Linked DNA regions of Columba livia: region 1 is linked to region 2. A link is a contact called in public Hi-C data. All regions are on one chromosome and are shown on one strand. The core of a region is the stretch at or near the end of the contact, and the rest is flanking DNA. Distances in the headings are between cores, read along the strand shown.

Region 1 (6,121 bases), core at 2,598-5,097, 110 kb after region 2:
TTAGTAAATCAGGCTCTGAAGTGACACGTAGGCAAAGTGGTGGTACTGTATGCTGCACTGCAACAAGAATACTATGCTTGTATATTGACTTTTAATTATTTAAAAGTAAATGACTGCTACTTAGCATGGCATACCTGCCAGCAGTTTACACTAGTTTTGCTTAAATATTTACTCTGCTATTCAATAAAAAATGAGTCTACTGAAGCAAAAAATGAGAACCTACCATATCACATGGTCCCTCTCCTACCTGTGGCATGCCAACTTCACACAGATTTATCCACAAAGAGATGCTAGATTTTGATGTTCTTCCTGTACTCAGCCAAAATATGGGCTTAAATTTTCCAGTTAGGTTGCCTGCTACAAACTGGGTCATAATTATCTGGTTTTGACATTTGTTTTCATTTTTACTTGGGAAAACTTGGCACTTAGAAATACAGAAAACTTCAAATCCCAGTTTCAAAATCTGGACACCCAGCAGGTACAGAAACATTTAGGGCTGAATTGCTTATTTGAATATTTTATTACCAAGCTCCATCCTCCGATGCGTGCTGAAGCTGCTAGATCGTGTTTCATCGTTTCCAGCCTGTGTGGGGATGTCTTATTTTAATGCTCCCACATGGGATCTCTTGCTAACAAGGAATGTGGCTACCAGTTGGAGAAACCATTAAAGTGACATCGTTTTTATGCTTGGATTCAATCCATTTATTAATGAAATGAGGATACATATTTTGGTCTTTCTTTAGAGGATCTTACACAATCTTATTGGCTGCTCTGGCCAAATTATCTTTCACTGTAAAGAGCTGATGTTCCACTTGCTCAAATTGGGTTTTACTTATATAAACAGGCAAAAAAAAAATTGGACTCACACTGTAAAAAGCCTCTATTGTTAGGACCTTTATCTCTCAAGTTCAGTGATGCTTCACGTTGTCCGTTTGCATTTATTGAATAATCAGTTGCCTGAATAGCCAGGCATTTGCCTACATCTACAGGCTGCTGGGATGTTTTGAATTTTCATGTTCTCCTGCCCACCCAAGCAATAACCTCAAACTAAATTTGTTCCTTTCACTTCTCTGCTCCTTACAGCTTTTTAAACAAAGGTATACGGCCACACATAGTAGGAATAAAACGCCATCGTGCCCACGCTTTTCCCAAAAATGAATGCTAAATCTGAGCAGGATGGAGGACTCATCCACCTCATTTAATGTAACAGATGCTTGATGGTCTTGCTCGATGTAGGTCATACCTTTTAATTAAGTTTTACTTTATTCTCATATGTATACATATAACCCCACATAATTCATTTAAAGCGATCTGTGTATCAAAGATGCAGAGGTGGCAGGGAACTGGCAGCTGTGAGCAGAGAGGGGAAGGACAGGGATGGTGGGATGCTCGTGTCTTTGGTCTTGGTCCTCTCCCCAGCACTGTAGGCTCCCAGAGGGGGAAAGCACCAGCTATGGGGAGAAAGCTGGGCTCTTTGGAGAGGAGCTTTCCCGGCCAAGTCAGGGCTGGGGACGCTCTGCCAGTGCAGCGTGCACCCGCTGCACTCGCCGCACTTACCCAGGGACTCGGTCCCAGCTGCAGCTGAGGCCTTTCTGTGCTCATTTATTATTCAGCACGTCTTGACTGCTTAATTGAGGAGATGTGTAGCAGTCTCTATTAGCGCGTGAGCTCTTTGGAGGGGAAATCAGTGCGGACAGTGATTCCATGTTTGCATTTTCACTTTATAAAGAAAAACTCCTTCAGCCATCTGCCATCAGCCCGCAGGTCCCCAGATACAGTTACCAGCCGCTGAATGTTGATGGTGCCCTGTCTGGGTTTGCATTGCTGATCGTGCCTTGTAGCTGTAGCTAAAACCAGCCCTGCTTGTCCCGCACAGCTGCAGGGGCCTCCTGCGCACCCAGCCCCCAACACACCCATGTCTGTGGTGCCCGACGCCACAGCTACTGGAGAAGGGCTAATGCAGGGCTTGTTTGTGCCTACACGCCTTGTGGGAAATGCCTTCTTTTCCCCCAGCAGGAGAGAAACCTCTCTCTGACTGTGGCATGTGCGGTGGTCGAGAGACCTTCTGTGCTCCAGCAGTGTCATTGCCCCAGCTGTGCTTCGCTGCCCAGCTTCACCTTCGGCTGAGAGCTTTGCAGGTCGCTCCTGCTCCAGCCTGCCTCCCCTGGAGGATCTGTTCCCGCGAAGTAGAGATATTTGGGATACAATTTTCTCCTGTTGCTACGTTTAAAAGATCTCAACAACATTAAGTTTCTTATCGCATCAGTAGCACACCAGCAAGCTGTGCTGAGCGTGGCAGAAAAGGGCATTGCTGGGTGGATGGCAGAAGTGGGTTGAAACGGGGCAGAGCTCTGAGCAGCGCACACCTCCAGGGAACCCGAGTTACCGCCTGGACACACTCTCCTGTCGCCCCAGCCCTGCCAGGAGACGTGTCCCTGGCAGTCCTGTCCCGCCGCAACGCAAAACCCATGGAAAGGCAATTCACCCCACAGCCACCTCTTGGCTCTCCGGCCCGGGGCAGCTGCGGGCGGGGAAGGCGCAGCAGGGGCCGGGCTGTCCCGGCAGAGCCCCCGCCCGCCGCCCGGCCCCGCCGCCGCATTGCAAAGGGTCTGCTGCCACCTCGTGGGCAGCTCCCCGTGCTCCCCGCCCGGCCCCGCCGCTCCGGCCCCGCCGCTCCCCGCCGGCTCCAGCATCCTCCCGCCCCAGCATCCTCCGGCCGCGCCCGCTCCGCATCCTCCCCGCGGCATCCGCATCCTCCCGCCGCACATGCAGACCCGCGCCCGTACCCACGCCGCTGCATTCCCACCACCCCAAAATAACAAGTTTCCCTTGTTAATAACGAGTCACCCCCCGGAGAATCCCACCTGCCTCTGGCCAAGCCACCCAGTCCGGCCCTGCCTCCGCACGGACACCTGGAAACTCTTGGTCTCTCGTGGGATTCTGTTTTCCACGCGAATAAAGTTTGGATTTCAGTCCCCACAGAGTGTGAGCAACTCAGAGAGGCACAACCAACGTGTCCTGTAAAACAGCTGCTGCAGCTGTGGCTTAGGATTGTCTGTGTCACAGAAACTAAACTGAAGTAGCTCGTTGTGTTTTGTGTAAATATGCAAAGCTTAAAAACTTTTCACTAATTTTGGATTAGTGTTGTTTTCCTACCCCTGCCCAGGTAGGTGAAAGGCTACTGGAAACACCATGTTTTTGGCCGTATTGGTTTATGGACAACAATTTTGTGCTTACACAAGGACCTGAATCCATATGTAGGTGGAAAAGCCCATTTTTTTCTCTCCACAGTTTCAAAATGTATATATTTCATTATCTCACAGAAGATTTTATCAGGCATGTTGTTTTCACTGCACATCCTGACTTAATGCAATGTGGCCTACAAAAATTAGTCATAACACAGTACATCAGCCAGGAAGAGACAAACATTTCCATAAACCGCATGTTCCATCAGCACGTTGGTGCAACCTATGGGCAGATGGTTTTGTCCAAATTCAGCGGAAGCACATGTTTTCCAGATGGCTCCATGTTCACAAATAATGTATTCCCACACAAGTCTGACCCAGACATGGGTCAAACTCAGTTTTGAAGCAAAGGTATATTAGTAACAAATGTGCAGTTTTTTTTCTCCCTGCCCCATTTCTGGGTGAGCACGCTATGAACCATTGGAAAGAAAGCTCCGTATTTCTAAAAATAGGCTCTAGAATAACTGAAGAGCCATCAGCTTTTATTCCGATGTGTTGGTTACCAGCTGCTGTGGTTGAGCACAGTGCTGACCACGCTGGGTGAGCAGGGGGGGCCACGAGCCGCAGGGTCTGTGCTCACCCCAGGCTGCTGCAGCCCTGGGAGGCCCCACGAGCTCCATGAACAGGGCGAGTGCTTGGTGGGAGTTCAGCTGACGTCCTGCTTCTGGGAAGCCCATCCAGCCACAGGCCCCACTTTGCATGAGCGCAGTGCTTTCTGTGCACAGTGCTTGTCTCCCAGGAGGTATCTTTGGGGCACTCACCAACTCTCCAGCCTTGCCCCCCATTTTAAAGAGGCAAAATACCAAGCGGGTGCGCTGCTCTGGTCATCACTCAGCACTGCATACCGCATTCCCCAAGGAAGCTGGGCACTGCCCCAGCAGGGCCAGTGGGACCTCCAGGCGATACCGGGGAGGTGCACAGGGGCCAGTAGCTGTAAGGCCCCCATTCCTGGCCCCCCCTACACTGTGTCCTGCGAGTCAGCTCTGCTCCTCGCCCTGGAAATGATTGTCAGTTGATCCTTCACTACTTCAGTGATGCCGATCAGCTTTTGAACTGCTGTAAATGAGGCCAATCAGCATTACTTTCGTTTCATTACTTCAAGAGCTTACTCATAAATTTCCTCTTATCCTGCTTCCCCTTTGGTCTGGAATTAGCCACAGCACTTGCTACAAGCTGCTGTACCCAGTTCTCCTCCACTGGAGCCGTTTGATCTTTCCTAGGTTTAGTAATCAACTGGCAAACACACCTTATTTTGTTTGACTTGAAGCAATACAACTTCTTGCCCATTTTTTCTCTGCATTGCACACACGGTGCTGCTGGGGAACAGGGGACAAGCTGCAGCACTTAACTGACCTCAGTATAACACGGGAGAGAATGAATTGGCAACAAGTCCATAAAATAATTAACAACATCTTTAATTTAGCTGTGTGAATTTTATGACTTGGATGTTAAAAGTGGGGAGGATGGATTTAATTGCAGACGAACGGGTGGGTCCCCCCTGTTACTGCTAAGCAGCCCATGGCTCAGCGTGCAGAGAGGATGGGTTTGACAGCAACATTCTTCTGGGGAGAAAACTAGCATGTTTCTGAAAAAGTACAGCAGGAATGTAAATCATTTCCCTTTTCACACCATTTCATTGGTGTTGGGGTAAGTTGAAATGAGGTGAGGGTTGGCTCCAACCATGCTCCTGCCCAAAGTGCCCCAAAGTGTCCCTGACTTGGATGGTTGGTTCAGGGAGCTGTGGCAGCTCTTCCAGCCAACAGCAGTTAATTAGAACCAGGGTGGGTGTAAAATAGTTGCAACAAATGCAAAGCCCTTCAAACGTATTCCCCTCTCAGGAGAGAGCACAAAAGGGTCATTTTAAGAGATATTTTCCCTTTATTTTCCTGACACAAGGTAACCTAAGGTGCTTTCAGCAGAAAACGGGCAGCAACTGTAATTTTTTTTTTTTTTTTTTAAACAATTAATTTTGCATGAAATGCAAGTTAAAAAATTACTTGCCATCTTAGTTTTGGAATCTCTTTTAAAGGATTGATGAATAAAATTAATATTGAAAGTCTTCAGAGCAAATTATTTGTGCGAGTGCCTGTACTTCTGGTGCTGAGCTTGAGCCTCCCTGGCCACCGTGGGCAAGGCTGGTGTGGGAGCTCTTAAAGGCCTTCCTTCCCTCCCTCCAGTCTCCATCCACTTGCCCTGTTGCGATGGACCATTTCCTAGCTAAAGACAAATGGCTCCACCTGTCATAAATTACAGATTTTTCTGGGGATTTTAAAAATTCGTAGCACCTGGAGGAAACCAAAGCTGCCCATAAAAGAGTCCTGTGCTCTTATGATGCCTTTTGGGGCTTGAGTTCTTGCTCTACACCTCTTTGTTTTGCAATCTCTGCTTTGGAGTAGACCCAAGGCAAACATTATTGCTTTGTGCTGTGCTGATGCTGGAGAGGTAAGGTGTGATCTCATGTTTTCTCTGTGTGGATCTGTAGGAGTCATTTGGGGCAGGAAAGCAGCAAGTGGGAGCCTGGTGCTTGCTGTGTGTGAGGGCTGGGTCTGACAGTGCTGGGAAGTTTCCTGCCCTTCTGCTGTTGTAGTGTGATGGTCTTTCCCAAAAAGCCTTTTTTTTCAAAGTGTTGCTGTGCACATGTGAAGTGAGAGCTGGAGCGCAGGCTGTGGGCTCTGCTCTGGCCGTGCTGCTAAACCACGTGCCCAAGGGAAGCAGCATCCTGGTGACTCCTGTTTATTATGTGTAAAATGGGGATAATAATAACCTACGTCACAGGGGTGTTGCAAGACTTAATTAATTAGTGTTTGCAAAGAGCTTTCAGATAATTGGATTAGAGGTGTTATATTAACACAAACTGTTATTGTTATTATTTATTT
Region 2 (6,446 bases), core at 1,464-3,963:
TTGTAGGGAATAATAAATCCTAATCGCTATTATGCTAATTGTATTAATGAAGGCTAATGCATGCAGTAGCAGTAAGAGATTCTCCCAAGTTGGGTGCATGAGGAGGTACACAGCCTGAGGCATTTGTGGGGGTTCCCAAGCTAATGAATTCAAACAGCTCAAACAGTACAGTGCCAAACTGTGGTGTCCTCCCCTGCCTCCCCCTGATCCTCTTCAGGGTTGAGGTTAGAGAAGAAATAATCCATTCTAAGACACACACAAAAACAAACAAGCAAGCAACAAAAAAAAAAAAAACACCACAGAAAACAAGAAACAAAGCTTCCTGCATATTTCAGTATATCATTAAGAGAGAAATCTCAGGAAAACATTAACTCTTGCAGGTTCTTCCACTCCCAAAAAGGCAGGATGGTGGCACATGTACATGGACAATTTTTGCACAGCTTGAGATTAAATGCAGAGCAGAATCCTCAACTCCTCCTTCAGATGTAACTCAACAGCCCACAACACACCTCTTATTTCACAAAATCCCTCTGGTTTCTCAAGCAGGCAACAATTTTTACACTTCACAAATTAAGATGTGATCTTTCACACATCCTCTGCACCCTAGCCTGTACCACATCTCATACCCTACACAGCCCAGGCAGCAATGCACTCTGTAAAAGCCAACCAACCTCTTCCACCTGGTAAGAAATCCCCACAGCTTCTCCTTCAGCTCAGCAGCTCTCCATTTAAAGATCCAGCCTGCCAATGGATGGGAATCCCAGCCAAGCTGAGGCTTCCTCTCTTGGTTTCCAGAATGTCAGCAGAACACCTTGAAAAAAAACACTGCCTTTCTATTTTCCCTTATATTTGAAGACCATGAAAGGAAACATAGATTTTCTTTTTTTTTTTTTTTTAATTTTCCCCTTTCACAGAGCTCTCTGCAATATGCACTTGATGCATAAAACTTCCCCAGGCAATCACAGTAGATGCCTTCCTACAGAAAAGCCACTGAATGTGAGGCAAGGCGTGGGTTCCTTACAAAGGGATGATTTTTCTTTTCTGAGTGACACACACACTCATCCTGGTCAGCAGTTCCAAAGAAAAGAGGCCAAAGCATCTTCTTCACATAAATAGAAGCTATATCCATGGGCAAAGCAGGGCTTATGAATGAAGCACTTTTAGATGTCTTTGACTAAACAGTCAATCACAGGTGAACACATTTACATCTTTTTAAATTAACTGATGATTATCACACTCTTGTTCCTATGCTTTTTTTTCCCCCCACTTAAATATTTGAAATGCCTAATCTACCTAAGTTTAATGTTTGAAATACCTAATTGTTCACCATGATTTATACTCTGAATATGAGATCACTGTTTAAATAGAATAGCAATGGTAGGAAGAGTTCATCTGAAGAACATGCACAGAATGATGTTATTCTGAAAGGAGCTGAGCCCAAAAGGTGCTATACTCCCTCATAGCATGGTGCAAAACGCTTTCAGTAGCCTTTTTAGACACACTTCTTTTTTCCACATGAATTTCATGCTTTTTTTTTTCCTCTAATATTACATTCCTCTCTGCACTGGATACCTGCACATTCTCACAGTTCTGAGATTTCATACTCTGTTACTTCTTTCTCACCTCCCCCTTTCATATTTCAACTAGAACCTGCTCCCATTATCTGGGAACACTACTCAGAACTAGCTGTCTGGCAGTATGCCCAACCTACTGCTTGTTCATCAGTGTGTACTCACCTGTCCCCCTCCTCTGAAGAGAACAAACTTCTGAACTTTCCCCGTCATACGTCCCTGTACGGGGCAGCTCTTGGGTGCAACCTGGAGACTCACGGCGACTGACCCACTTGATCAATCCACTCAGAAAATGAACATGAAGCTCATGCTGTTAAGGATGAAAGAAAGCATGGGTTAGTGACACAACCTGAAAAAATGGAGACTACGTAACCTGGATTTAAAAAAAAAAAAAAAAAGCCTTTTCCACTGAAACAATACTACTCCTCCTTTGCTTGGATCCGCTCACTTTTCAGCTACAAAATGCCCTTCAAACCAACAGCCACATTGGAGAAGCCACAGAGCTGCCATGGGACATGTGGCATTGGTGCTCTGGGAGGCACAGAAAGGGCCATCAGTGTGGGATGTTGAGGGTGTTTCTGCACTGCAAGGCACATCCATGGGCCTGTCAGCAGCAGCTTCCCACTCACCACTGCACATGCCCAGCGCCAGAGGTCCAGCAAGCCCTCCTGACATCCACCATGCTCCTGCACACTCTCCGCTTGACCCCACGGGCATAAATCACTGTATTTCCTTTGCCCATGGTTTTTAGTTTCAGGTTTTACCATGTCTCCTGCTCACAGTATACTCTATCATGCAGAATGGTACACACAGATGACTTCAGATTAAGAACATTTCAGTGACAAAATACCCTGAGTATTTTACAGTTAAGAGGGAGGATATAAATGGAACTACATATTACATGCTGATCCAAAACAGAAATTAAAACTCTTGCCAAGCTTTACATCAGATCTTCTAACCACTTCTGTGATTACAGTTACAGACCACTGTGAAGAGAACAAGTTATTAAAACTGAAATTGGCTTAGCAGGGAAATCCCTAGCATTCTTCTCTCCCACTGCATGTTTCACCACTGCTATTTATCACTTAAAATTAAGAAGGAACAAGCAAAATACCTTATGGCTTCACAGCACAGAGATCCACAGTCAATTGCCAAAGCTTAACACAAATACCAGCTCACAGCCTAAAGATAGCATGGGTTTGAAACCCTTATCCTAGTGCTGACAACCACATGTGTCTTCTTTTACTGGGGAGAACACAGCCTCTTCTTTCTTTTTCCTAGGATCCATCCAAGAGTAAATAATTATTACGTATTTATACACAGCATTTAGACTTAGCATCTGCTGTTTACCTGCTTTGTCACTATTTGCTGTTCAAGATTTCAGATTCAACTCTACCTAAAGGCCAAGCACAGCACTGCACATGTGATCAGCAGAACAGGGCTGAAGGTCTGAGCAGCGAAGGGCAAAGCACAGCAAACACAAAGGCTCTTGCGATGCAAACTTGCAACTTTAGAATCTGCAAGGCTGAGTAGTTTTGTGCTCCTTGCACACAGCTTTTGCAATTATCACTGAGATTTCTGAGCTGGGACATGACCCTGCGGTGAGGCACATGGGGCCATGAGTCAGGAGCTCTGGGGGATGTTCCTCAGTCTCCCAAGTGATTCACTCTGAGCCAGAGCCTGTTGCTGCTGAAAACAATAGCAAATAACCCATTATTCCTACTTCAGCAATCACACTGCATATGACCATATGTAACTCTCCAAGTTTTTAGTTTTACTTCACTTAAGGAGGGTACAAAACCTCAAACAGTTCTTAGAATTTATGCTGCACTTCAAAATCCTTAAAGTGCTGCATACATGCAGAGCACAGTACGGCCATTGTAAAAACAAAAGCACATTAATTGTGCATTGCCTCATTATGCAAAAGACAGAGGAGCAAGCAGGTTTCAAGGTTGATTTCAGGAATATATTCATAATTCTGACAATTATTTTGCAGCCAGGCTCCCAGGAACAACTCAGGAAGTGCCACCTTTCCACACATGGACCCAGAGAGGCTGTAAGGACACAACGACACTTTGAAACAGGTTTGCCTGGAAGCAGTTCCAGCGCATGTGGACAAGTGATACATGAGAAAATGATGTTCTGAAGTTTCAGTCTGAGTGGGGCTCCAATTTCTGCACCATCAGACTTGTAAGAACCTCATTTCTAAAGCACACGAGTGATGCTGGTAGTGCTTGAGACACAAATCAATCACGGCAGTTCATACATTTCTAAAATAGGCTGATTAGTTGAATCCACCAGGAGCCAGACCACACAAACATTCATCCCTCCATGCACACCACAGTCTCACAGAGCATAGGACAGAGATTATTCATGCTTACAAGTAACCCTTATAAAGAACACACGTTGATTTATTCACTCATTAAGTAATAGCAGTATTCCAAGTTCAATTGAATAAAATTTCCATAGCTAAAACCTGTCTTGTCCGCTGATGAAATGCCCCATGTAGTCAATTAGTTAAAAACACAGTCTATCCTTTGATCGTGGTGAGTTTTTAACATCCCAAACTGAATCTCAATATTGAATTTTATTCAAAATAATTTTATAAAATGCGTTGGTTTGGGTTTTTTTTTAACATGCACTAACCATACACTGAGCTCAAAATGGAACAGATGTTTTTGTTACTATTATAATCTAATCTTTTCCTGCAGGCTGTTGTAGTAATTTTGCCACTAGAAGATAATAAAAAGCCATTTTCTCCCCTGCAGAGCTTACCTTTGGCTGACTCAGCTGAGCAGCTGCAGCTTTCTTTACTTGCTTTGAAATTATTGCATCCCAGTTAAGGAAGATATTTCTGCTACTGAGAAACAAGTGGTTTTGGAGAAAATGCCAGAGGCAATAGATCAGGTAATGCAACTGGAGCAAGGTAAAGAGACTTTAAAAAGACAGTAACTTGAGCTGTGGCTTCTTCAAGTGATATCACAAATGTTTCAGTTTTACAGCCAGGGAAAAAATGAGCTGCTGAGCCTGCCTATCAAATAGCTCTTAAGGTTACGGGTCAAACTCTGAGTTTGTATCTCAATAAGGCATTAAAACAAGGATGTAGCAGCTTCCAAAACAACCACCCCATCGTCAGCTCTCAAATGCAACTGGTTAATACTTACTGAATGCCCAGCGCACACCTGGGGCTTCCCTTCCCTTGTGCACCTGCTGCCTGAACACACCTCCACTTCTGACCCAAGAGGAGGAAAGCAGAAACAACCTTCAAATCCCATGCTGTTTGGTCAACCTAGTGCTACGTTTGGCTGACACATAATGATCACTGCCCAGGTGACCTCACTGAGAAACAACAAGAAAAATAAATCAAAGTACTACACCTTAATGATAAAGACTATGATTAGGATAACATGCAAGCAATTTCAGAATAGTTTTAGCACAAAGGAAAACAAAACCCACACACAAAACAAACAAAAAACCCAACTAAACAAACAAAAAGACACTTTAAGAGTAATAATCTATGTCTGGTTAGATGTGAATTATCCTGGGAGCTAAGACAAATTCTGACATATTTAATCCAGCACATTGTATATTTACACTTAGCTTTATGTAAAAAAGCACTTTGTTGAGAATTAATTTCTAGGCTGGGTAGATCTGCCCAGGCCTGGCAGATTGCTCACAGGGCAGCCAGGACAGAGATAGCTGGTGTCTGAGCTCAACGCTGAATGGCTCTGTAGTGAGAATTGGTCTGCAAAGGCTCTGCCCCTCCTTCAACCGACAGACCACTCAGTCCTGCTTCCCCACAAGGACAGAAAAGACTCCAAAGCCCTAGAAAAAATCTGAAAATCAGTGCTCAGCCCAGCAGCCTGCCCTGAGTAGCGAGCTCTCTTCTCTCAGGTTTTCAGAAGTCTGTTAACAACCCCACAGCCCTCTCTGTAACTCTCTCACACACCACCAGGGAGCCACGTACTGCAATTAGCTTAGTCCACGCTCGTCAGATCATCGGACGCAAAGCATGAAGATATAAAGTCTCGTGGAAACTCTTCTGACTGCCCAAGCACTTCAGTTCTGAAGCACACCACGAGCTTCCCAGCCCACATTATTACCAAAGAAAATGAAAACCTGGAGAAAAAAAAAAACACATTTCTAATACTTTGACAGCTCCATCAGTTCCCATTAAATATAGAAAAGCTATTACAGAAAGCGAGCAAGCATCTGAATTATAGACCAGCACAGGCCTGGGTAGCCAGGGGTTGTTTTACAGCACCAAGCAGGGCCAGAGCTCCGCTCACCCACATCTCCAGGCCGCCTGCAGCAGGTGCTAAGAGACAACCACGGGCTGTGCTCGCAGGCAGCAACGGGATAGACTGTGGCACACGCAGCCACCGAGGAGGCACAGCCACGGCAAAAGACCTCCTTGGGGTACCCCCGAGAGCACCAGCCCCTGCGCTGACCGGGCGTGAGCTACGGAGAAAATGCAGGAAAAGCTTAAAGGCGCCTGAAGGGCCGCACACCCTGGGTCAGCCCGCGGACAAGTGCTGAAGGGCGCGGGCGCCCCGAGGCAGCCCCAGGGAGCGGCTCCGGCCCAAGGAGGGACTAACGGGGAACTGGCCCCGGCCCAAGGAGGGACTAACGGGGAATCGGCCCATGGAGCGACTACCAGACAGCGGCCCCGGCCCGCGGCGTGACCGGCACCTCCCGGCTCTGAAGCGAGAACCACAGCGGCTCGCGCCGGTTCCCGCCCTTCTACTACGCAACCGCGCACCCCGCCCCACAGCGGGGAGGCCCCGCTCGCGCGCCCATCTGGCGGCGTTTAGCCCCGCCCTTCGCCGCTTGCTCTGCTCCGCCATTGGCCGTCACCCAGCGAGGGGGCGTGGC

The links. Hi-C and Micro-C count contacts between places; a contact is called where the count stands out from the background.
Region 1: a Hi-C map of crop shows a contact between it and region 2, with 3 times the contacts expected there. The contact joins two enhancer-like sites. A contact is called at or near these places in 2 of 2 Hi-C or Micro-C datasets (crop and liver).

What each region holds. Positions count from the first base shown.
Region 1 is chr13:13,800,889-13,807,009 of bColLiv1.pat.W.v2, forward strand. No RefSeq gene overlaps it. Among named protein-coding and RNA genes, the nearest start is that of URI1, 26 kb to the right of the region's middle. Within about 2 kb of position 3,848, at least 1 of the 3 cell types and tissues checked has an H3K27ac peak away from gene starts, as active enhancers do.
Region 2 is chr13:13,688,203-13,694,648 of bColLiv1.pat.W.v2, forward strand. No RefSeq gene overlaps it. Among named protein-coding and RNA genes, the nearest start is that of PLEKHF1, 3.2 kb to the right of the region's middle. Within about 2 kb of position 2,714, at least 1 of the 3 cell types and tissues checked has an H3K27ac peak away from gene starts, as active enhancers do.